Linked DNA regions of Columba livia: region 2 is linked to region 1. A link is a contact called in public Hi-C data. All regions are on one chromosome and are shown on one strand. The core of a region is the stretch at or near the end of the contact, and the rest is flanking DNA. Distances in the headings are between cores, read along the strand shown. Region 1 overlaps HDAC4 (histone deacetylase 4). Region 2 overlaps LOC110363812 (a long non-coding RNA gene).

Region 1 (3,719 bases), core at 677-3,176:
GAAGTGGGAACATGATAAACCCTGGTAAACAGGTATTAAAGAAATCTCCAACGCTTGGGCTACCAGGTAATATGACTTCTAACGAAGATCTTAAAGAAACCAAAACCCTACCTTGAACAGTTATTTTTTACCAAATGAACCTCTACAATCAAATGGATCGGCCAGTACGACACAGCATGATATGCTGGAACAAAGTGCAGAGTTATTTTTCCCCCAAAACCAATGCAAAGGACTAGGACATTTTGCTAAGCCATTGAAGTACGCCTGAGATGCTGGGAGGAGAACAGTTTGTGCAACAGGTTATCAATGTTCTGTTTGCCATCACACAGTGATTTATGTTTCATTCTGCTCTGTGATGGCAATGAGCCAATATACTTAGCACAGTCCTGGGCAGTTTTAAAATTGGAACTGTACAATCACTTGTATGTAGTACTTTTCCTATTTTCCAAAAATTATAAAAAGGTGAAAAGAACCTTATTATTTTCATATTTTCATTTGACGTTCATGACATTATTTTCAGGGAAATTCAAACTACATTTTGTTTTTGTTCCTCCCTTTTGCATAGGTTGTTTGGAGATGGTGCATCTAATGTTGCTCTTTTAAAAATTCTGGATGAACATGCTTCTTTCCTGCGGCATCGCTGTGAATTGCCCACTGCAGTACAGTTGGAAAAGAGGCAAAGACAACTCCCAGGGAAAAGCTCTGGCAGTACAGGGATTTTTCTCCAAATTGTCTCAGCCCAAGTTACAAAATCGCTGCATTACAAGCAGCTGATGAAAAGAGTTCTTCTTATATTCTGTGTCCATTTTATTAGGTATTGGTGGTTTAGCCACGGGTGATTAGCTCAAATTATTTAGCTGAAAAATAAAATGGTTAAGGAGAGTACTACAGCTTCCCATTCACCTGCATGAGCTAACACTGACTTGCGGGAAGCTGTCTGCTCTGTTTATATCACAATAAACTGTTAAATCCTCTAGTTTTTCCATGAGCAGTAACTGAGGATTTGCAGTTTGCTAAGTATAGACAGGACTGACAGCTCGTGGATCAGCAAAACCGGTAACGCAGCGCTTGTCCCCCTGGGGCTGACACAAATGGACCCAAAATGTGCCCTCGGCTCAGCTGGTCTTCAGTTCTGCAAACCAAATAAATGACCCTGTACATAAGAGACCTTTTCCCAGCTCTGCTGCAAGAGCCACGTCTCTCTGCAGCAGCTTCTGCTGCCAGTGTCAAGTGAAGACTCCACCTTACACCATCTTAATCCTTACAATAATTGCCTAAATCTTGTAAGGTCTGCAGTAGACTATAGTGGATGGAGACGTGTGTTGGAATGGGAGAGGGTGGAGTAGAGGCATATTCCCCATATTAAATGTTGTTTCACTACATTAGAAACAAAAATAAAGTGAAAATCTTTACAAAACTAGAAAGCAATAAGGGCTTACATTTATACCATCAGAAGCCCTTTTCAATTCTAAATGACAATTTGGGGAGAACAAGCCCAGGCCTGTTTTAACAGTCCTGATGTTAAGACAGACACCACATTCATGGGGAGAACAGCTAATGGTAAGCGGGATAAAAAGAAATGCCCCAGGAACATTACACAACCGCACCGGTTTTCTACATGCGAGGTTTATAGTGGGAGTCAGTTAACATGGCACACACCCCAAAATCTGCCCTTAGAAAAAGGTGGGTGTCAGTAACCCTGGACACGGGAGCTGCTGTGCTGAGCCAAACCCCAGTTTACCCAGCCCAACACCCTGCCCTTGACACCCACAGCAGATGCCTCAAGTGATTGTGAAAGCTCATAAGCTTATAAACTAGCAAATGGCATCAGGCACCAACCCTTCAAATCCCTAAGTGGAGAGGAAAAGGTTAAACTGGCCCCTTTTAATCCAGTTCTTGTTTGGTCATATTTAGACTAACCTACTGTGCAGAACAAATTCATCCTATATATGATATATGAGAACAGATTACCCAAATTTTAAAATACGTGCATTTGACCAGGAAACTATCTTCAAGCTTTACCTTGCTAATCACTTTATTTTTACTCTCTCCTCACAACAAAACCACTACAAGTTACCACAAGCAGCTTGTGAGCTGGCTCAAACTAGATTTAATAAACAGATAACACATCCTGTCAGCCCAGATTGAGAGGTAATTCCCAAAGTCCTCTCCAAGTCACGATCTGGGCTCTTTTCTTTTAGTGTGTTGTGCGCCAGTTTGTGAGCCTAAATTCCTAAAACTCTGCAAAAACTGATTAGAAACCCAAGCATTAAAAATCAGAGTGAGGAAGGGCTCTGTACCTCTGCTTGAATACTCGTGACTGATCCTGCAATTCCATTCTCGGCGCTTATGTTATTGGAGCTGTTGTTTGGAGAGCTGGGACCAGATCCAGGAGCACTGTTGCATGCAGAGTCTAAAAACACATCCAAAACCAACTTTTAGCGTTACAAACAATCTCCGCGATGGTATTTAGAGAGATAACAACCCCTTGAGAATTTTGTTTTGCAGGAAAGCAATCCTCCTCCTCCCCATTGTCCCCCCTAAATCTTCCCAGGGCTCTTAAATAACTAACAAACACTTTCAAATGGTCTGTCCAAGTACCTACTTACCATATTTATGTCTTCTCCTCAAGGGGATTTCTCTTATAGTCTATAAATAGCTTTAAATATGATTGGAAGATAATAAAAGACATGGAAGGCTTGAAGAGGCCAAACTGGAAGACTGTCCTGCTTCATTTTTCTAGAAGTCCTTCTCTCACCCTCTTTAGCCTATAACCCTAACAACACCCTCTCGCCACCTATTGCATCAGACTCCACGCTGGAAAAAACAGAGAACCATCTCAGCGCTGACATTTTCCCATGCAGGCTTCTGGTGCATCTGGATTTACTGGAAATACGCCGCCAGCACTGAGCCCTCACGCTGATCGTCTATGAGAGCTGACCTCTGCTTTTTTTCCAAAAAAGCACCGAGATGTTCCAGTGCAGGCGAGTGGCCACGTGTGATGTCCTTGTCCCCATCACTTGGGAAGAGCCCACACTGTGCTGGGTCCTCCGAGAAACATGACCTCTCTTGAGCTGCCCTTCGCACAGCACAACAGCTCCCAAAAAGCACCTGGGGACTGACTGAGGAGGATGATATTTTGCCAGGATGGCAAATTAAATCATTTTAAGACATTTAAAAGCTATCTGAGTGACGTGGGATGCGACAGACAATTGGCTGTGGTCATAGCTGAGCACATTTTACAAAAATCAGGCAAAACTCTACACGGTCCAAAACAGTAAATCTGTTTCAAATCACTGCTTTTTTTTTTGTTTTGTAAGTCTTCTTCACTCAGGGAGTAAATCACTTTCTCATTGGGAAGACTCAAGGCAAAGTTAATCCCCCCAAATAATTCTGTTATCACCTGACCGCTCAGAAAATCCTCTCAGCTTTGTATATTTTATCAAGATGTTCCCTATGAACTCACTAACCAGAACCACAGAGGAGACCAGCCTGAAATCAAAGTCCTTCCCTTAATGATACAGAAATAACAACAAACAGAAAGAGCACATGAAATTGCAACAGGCAGAAAACTTTCCTCGGAAGATTTCTCACCTGGTGTATGGTACAGCTTGCAGTGTTTCTCCTTTTATTTTGGAAGGTAAATAACATTAAAACTTTTCCTCCTCCCCAAGCCCAACGCCTGAAGAATCTCCCAGTGGCTGCAATGGTTCAAGCTG
Region 2 (3,719 bases), core at 409-2,908, 250 kb after region 1:
TACATTTTCTGGGCCAGAAACATCTGACAACATATTCCCTGAAGGATGCAAAGAAGTCTCCAAATTCGATGTGGCAGCCTTTCCCTTTGTCCTTCCTTCATTACAGGCAGCACTTCCTTGGGGATGACCCCCACATTTATGCCCTCAGCTAAAGGAAGATGGTCTATCACATGTGGAAACAGGCTCCAGCTCTGCAGAGGGATCAGGATGGACTCCAGCAGGCAGTCGGTAGCATAGCCGGCATCTGACTCCATCCTACTGCCTCCTAAATCCCTGACTCCTCAAAATCCCCCACCCATCCAAATCACCTTGCAGCGTTGGTTGAAGATCTGGACCACACACAGGGTTAAGCTCCTGGAGGGTGCAGGGAGGAGGCAGCAGGGCAAACCCAAGACCCTGTGTCCACAGAAGCAGCTCGGCAGTGTGTGAGAGGAGATCCCTTCCCCTGCAGTGTTCTGCTTGCATAAGCAATGTTTATGCTATTAAATTCAGAAAAGCAATAATATCCCCAGCAATAGATGCTGCTCATGATAGCTCAGGGAACAGATAAGAACCCCAGAGATATGTTATTCCTGTTCAAAGTCTTGGTCACAGTGACCTCCATGGACATTTTAAAATCAAGCTGGTTTAACTCTGGTTCTTTATTTGTTTGTTGTTGTGGCTGCTTTTTAAAGAAACTTTCAAAGACCCTAAACTCTGCTGTGTATCTTCTGTTCACTAACTTTCCTTTTGCATTTAATGAGGCAAAGACCAGCTAATTAAAAACAAGATATCCATCTCCCAGCTGACATATTGCCCTTGGCCCAAGTGATAGTGCTCCCCACCCTGTGCACAGAGCTATTGCTGCAGTCACCCGGGCACAACACAAACTGAAATGGAAACGCAAAGCAGAGGCTGTGCTGACAGAAACTCCTAAGAACCCCCCCAAGCTCACAGAATCTGTAAAGCTCTCACCGAAATAGGAAAGCAAAGCGCCAACTGCAAAATGAACTCGGCAGAATGAGAACTCCCCGCTTCTCCCTTCTCCCAGATGAAAAACAGCCCTTTGAGGGGATATGTTTGCACCATATACCATCCAGTAAAGAAGTGACAGAGGCAGAGCGGAGCAGGAGCGAAACCCTTCACTGCTGCTTCCCCCAGATCTAACAGATAAATTAAAAACAAACAAACAAACAAAAACAGCAGAATCAGTTTATAACCCATCAAACACCAAAGCCTGCACATGTTGCTGATTTGGGGTGCAGCATGGTTTTGTAGCATTCTCATGCTGCACCCCTGGGCCAGCATTTCTTCCATTGAGTTCTTCACCACCCAACAGGAGATGCAGCTCCAGACCCACACCCTGCAACACGGGCCTCTTCTTCAAGCTCTATAAGCATGGGTAGGAGGTAAAACTTGCTTTTTCCCAAAACAGGCTCATTCCTTTCTTCCCGCAGGGATGCTCTCATAGCAATACCTATTTGCTACCCCCATATATTTTCCTAGATGGGACAAGTCCTAGAGAGCACAGCCAAGACCAGACTCTCTCCTGGAAGGATCAGAGACCAGAATGGGCAAAAGGTGGGCAGATTGGGCAGCCAGCAAGCAAGCATCCCAGCTGGCAAGAGAGAGGGGCTGGGTGGTCTCAAGGAGCCCACAGACCCCGCTGCAAAGCTTCACGGCCCTGTCCACCCACCATTTCTAATGCAGAAGGGCTGTTTCTGCAGCAGCAGATATGCACGGCTTCGTTCAAAACCTCTTTGTGTAATTACAGATCCACGGTTTCTTCTGGGCTCCCACTTATTTAATCATCCTTTCTCATTTGCATTTAATACCCTGAGCTCTGTCAGAGGGCAAAAACACAGCCTTTACATCCAGAAGGACAAGAGTTCCCTGCAACAGCTGCTATATTTAACAAAAAATACACTGGGTTGTCATGGCAACCCTGGTTTCTAAAAATAGAAATGCCATATACAGCACAGTTGAGCACAGGCAGCGCTAACGGAAGCTGCTTTAATAGAGAGCTGGGAAATGGAAGTAAACTTTCATTCTTCATGGGAACTGGTATCGAGCAAATCAAGCAAAAATCACACAACCTTTCACTAATTAAAGCCTTGATCCAGTGCAAAGGATCTCCATTTCTCTCGGCTCAAATACTGCTCCATGCTCTCTAGTGCCTCGGCTCAAAAGCGTGCTCCAGAGAGGATGGGGGGGCTGAAGCAAACTGGACCGGCTGAGCAGCGATGGAGCTGGCACACCAGCGCTGCATGTGGTGGCTTTTCCTCCTGGCACTGATATGCAAAGGCCCAGCGTGGCCAAACCACCATGGCTCCGGCATCAGGGCAGGTTCCAGCTGCCCAGGAGGTTGGGGAGGCTGTCAGGTCACCCTCAGCCAGCAGATCTGTTCAGGTAAGGGTGAGTTTTGGTAACCTCAGTGCTCACAGCTGGTGCTCAGAGGAGCATCTGGCCCTGCCTTGCTTGTTTTAAATAACCTACAGAGCAGGTATCAGAGCCATGCCCAAGATACACAGATTTCCAAACAGCCTTTTCCCCCTCCACTGACACAACCAGGTCTCTGGGCATTAAATCAGGCTCCCTCAGGGGAGCCTTCTCCTTTCCCACTGAAATACAGACCCCCCCCACCCACAGCACAGCATTGTTAGCAAAACATACAACGAGCACCCTACAGCATGAGCCAGCTGAGCATCTCCTGAAATCTGATTAGCAAGGCTGAGTAGTCACAGCCTGCTTACAAACAGCAGTTGCTTCCCATTGCAGTCTAAGTCTCCAGTCATCTCACTAATTCTCCTTGACATTTCTTGCTCCGAGTGGAAGGCGCGCGTTGCCAGATTGCAACCCCCCAGTGTTGTTTCCAAGCCCTGCTTCCCCGGATGGGAGGATCAGCTGCACGCTCGCTGTCAAGTCCCCTGTTTTAGCTCTCCCTGTGTAGCGCTGGCTTCTAGGAATCCTTGAGTGCCGCAGTTGAGTGCTGCATGCTTTCTGGATGATGCACAGCTCTGCTTGACTTCTGCACCATTCTTTAAAGGAAGGCATTGGATAGAGAGGAAGGGCTCTTGAAGATGAAAATACTTCACATTGTTGTAGCAGCGTGTGTGAGTGTTCATTTTTTCCCCCCCTTAAGAAAAACAGATTGCCAGACCTGATGCGAACCTAAGTCAATCCAGTGCAATATTTTCCATATTTCATGGCTGATACCAGCAGCCTTGGAGGAAACGAAGAAATGCTGAGTTGTGCATTTGTGGGATTAGCTGCAGTGGTTTGCAACACTTCCCCAGCACTTAATGTGCACTCTGCCTCAGTTTTCTGCTACTCTTGTGTTTCCTGGGTTCTTCCCATTGACTGTAATATTTGGAGTTTTCTCAGTACCTTTCAAAGCAGGACCTTGAAAAGGACACATTTAGGCATCTGTATAGAAAAAGGGGGCTTAAAGTACCTTGTGATCTCCAAGGACAAGTTTGCCTGTCCACAGATCAGAGGACTCCTGTGTTCTGAAACAAATATATAATTTTACTGTAGGTTGAAATGGCATTGAAGATCATGTCTTGTGGTTTAAAATCTGGGTTATTCTATAGCCCAAACCTTGAGCTGCTAGCTGAAATAATTCTGGGCAGCTCATGGTGCCTAGCGAGCCATGCATCTATCAATCTCATACTTTCACAAGTGTAAATATGGCTGTTGTTTCTGCAAGTGTAGCTTGCCATGCAGGCTTTAAGTGACTG

What was found. Hi-C and Micro-C count contacts between places; a contact is called where the count stands out from the background.
Region 2: a Hi-C map of liver shows a contact between it and region 1, with 2.3 times the contacts expected there. The contact joins two enhancer-like sites. A contact is called at or near these places in 2 of 2 Hi-C or Micro-C datasets (crop and liver).

What each region holds. Positions count from the first base shown.
Region 1 is chr7:35,282,000-35,285,718 of bColLiv1.pat.W.v2, forward strand. It overlaps HDAC4 (histone deacetylase 4), which reads right to left. Exons shown (of 27, transcript XM_065069252.1): 9 at 2,301-2,413. Among named protein-coding and RNA genes, the nearest start is that of TWIST2, 140 kb to the left of the region's middle. Within about 2 kb of position 1,927, at least 1 of the 3 cell types and tissues checked has an H3K27ac peak away from gene starts, as active enhancers do.
Region 2 is chr7:35,529,708-35,533,426 of bColLiv1.pat.W.v2, forward strand. LOC110363812 (a long non-coding RNA gene) reads right to left here. Exons shown (of 14, transcript XR_010473765.1): 5 at 1-3,488. Among named protein-coding and RNA genes, the nearest start is that of HDAC4, 88 kb to the left of the region's middle. Within about 2 kb of position 1,659, at least 2 of the 3 cell types and tissues checked have an H3K27ac peak away from gene starts, as active enhancers do.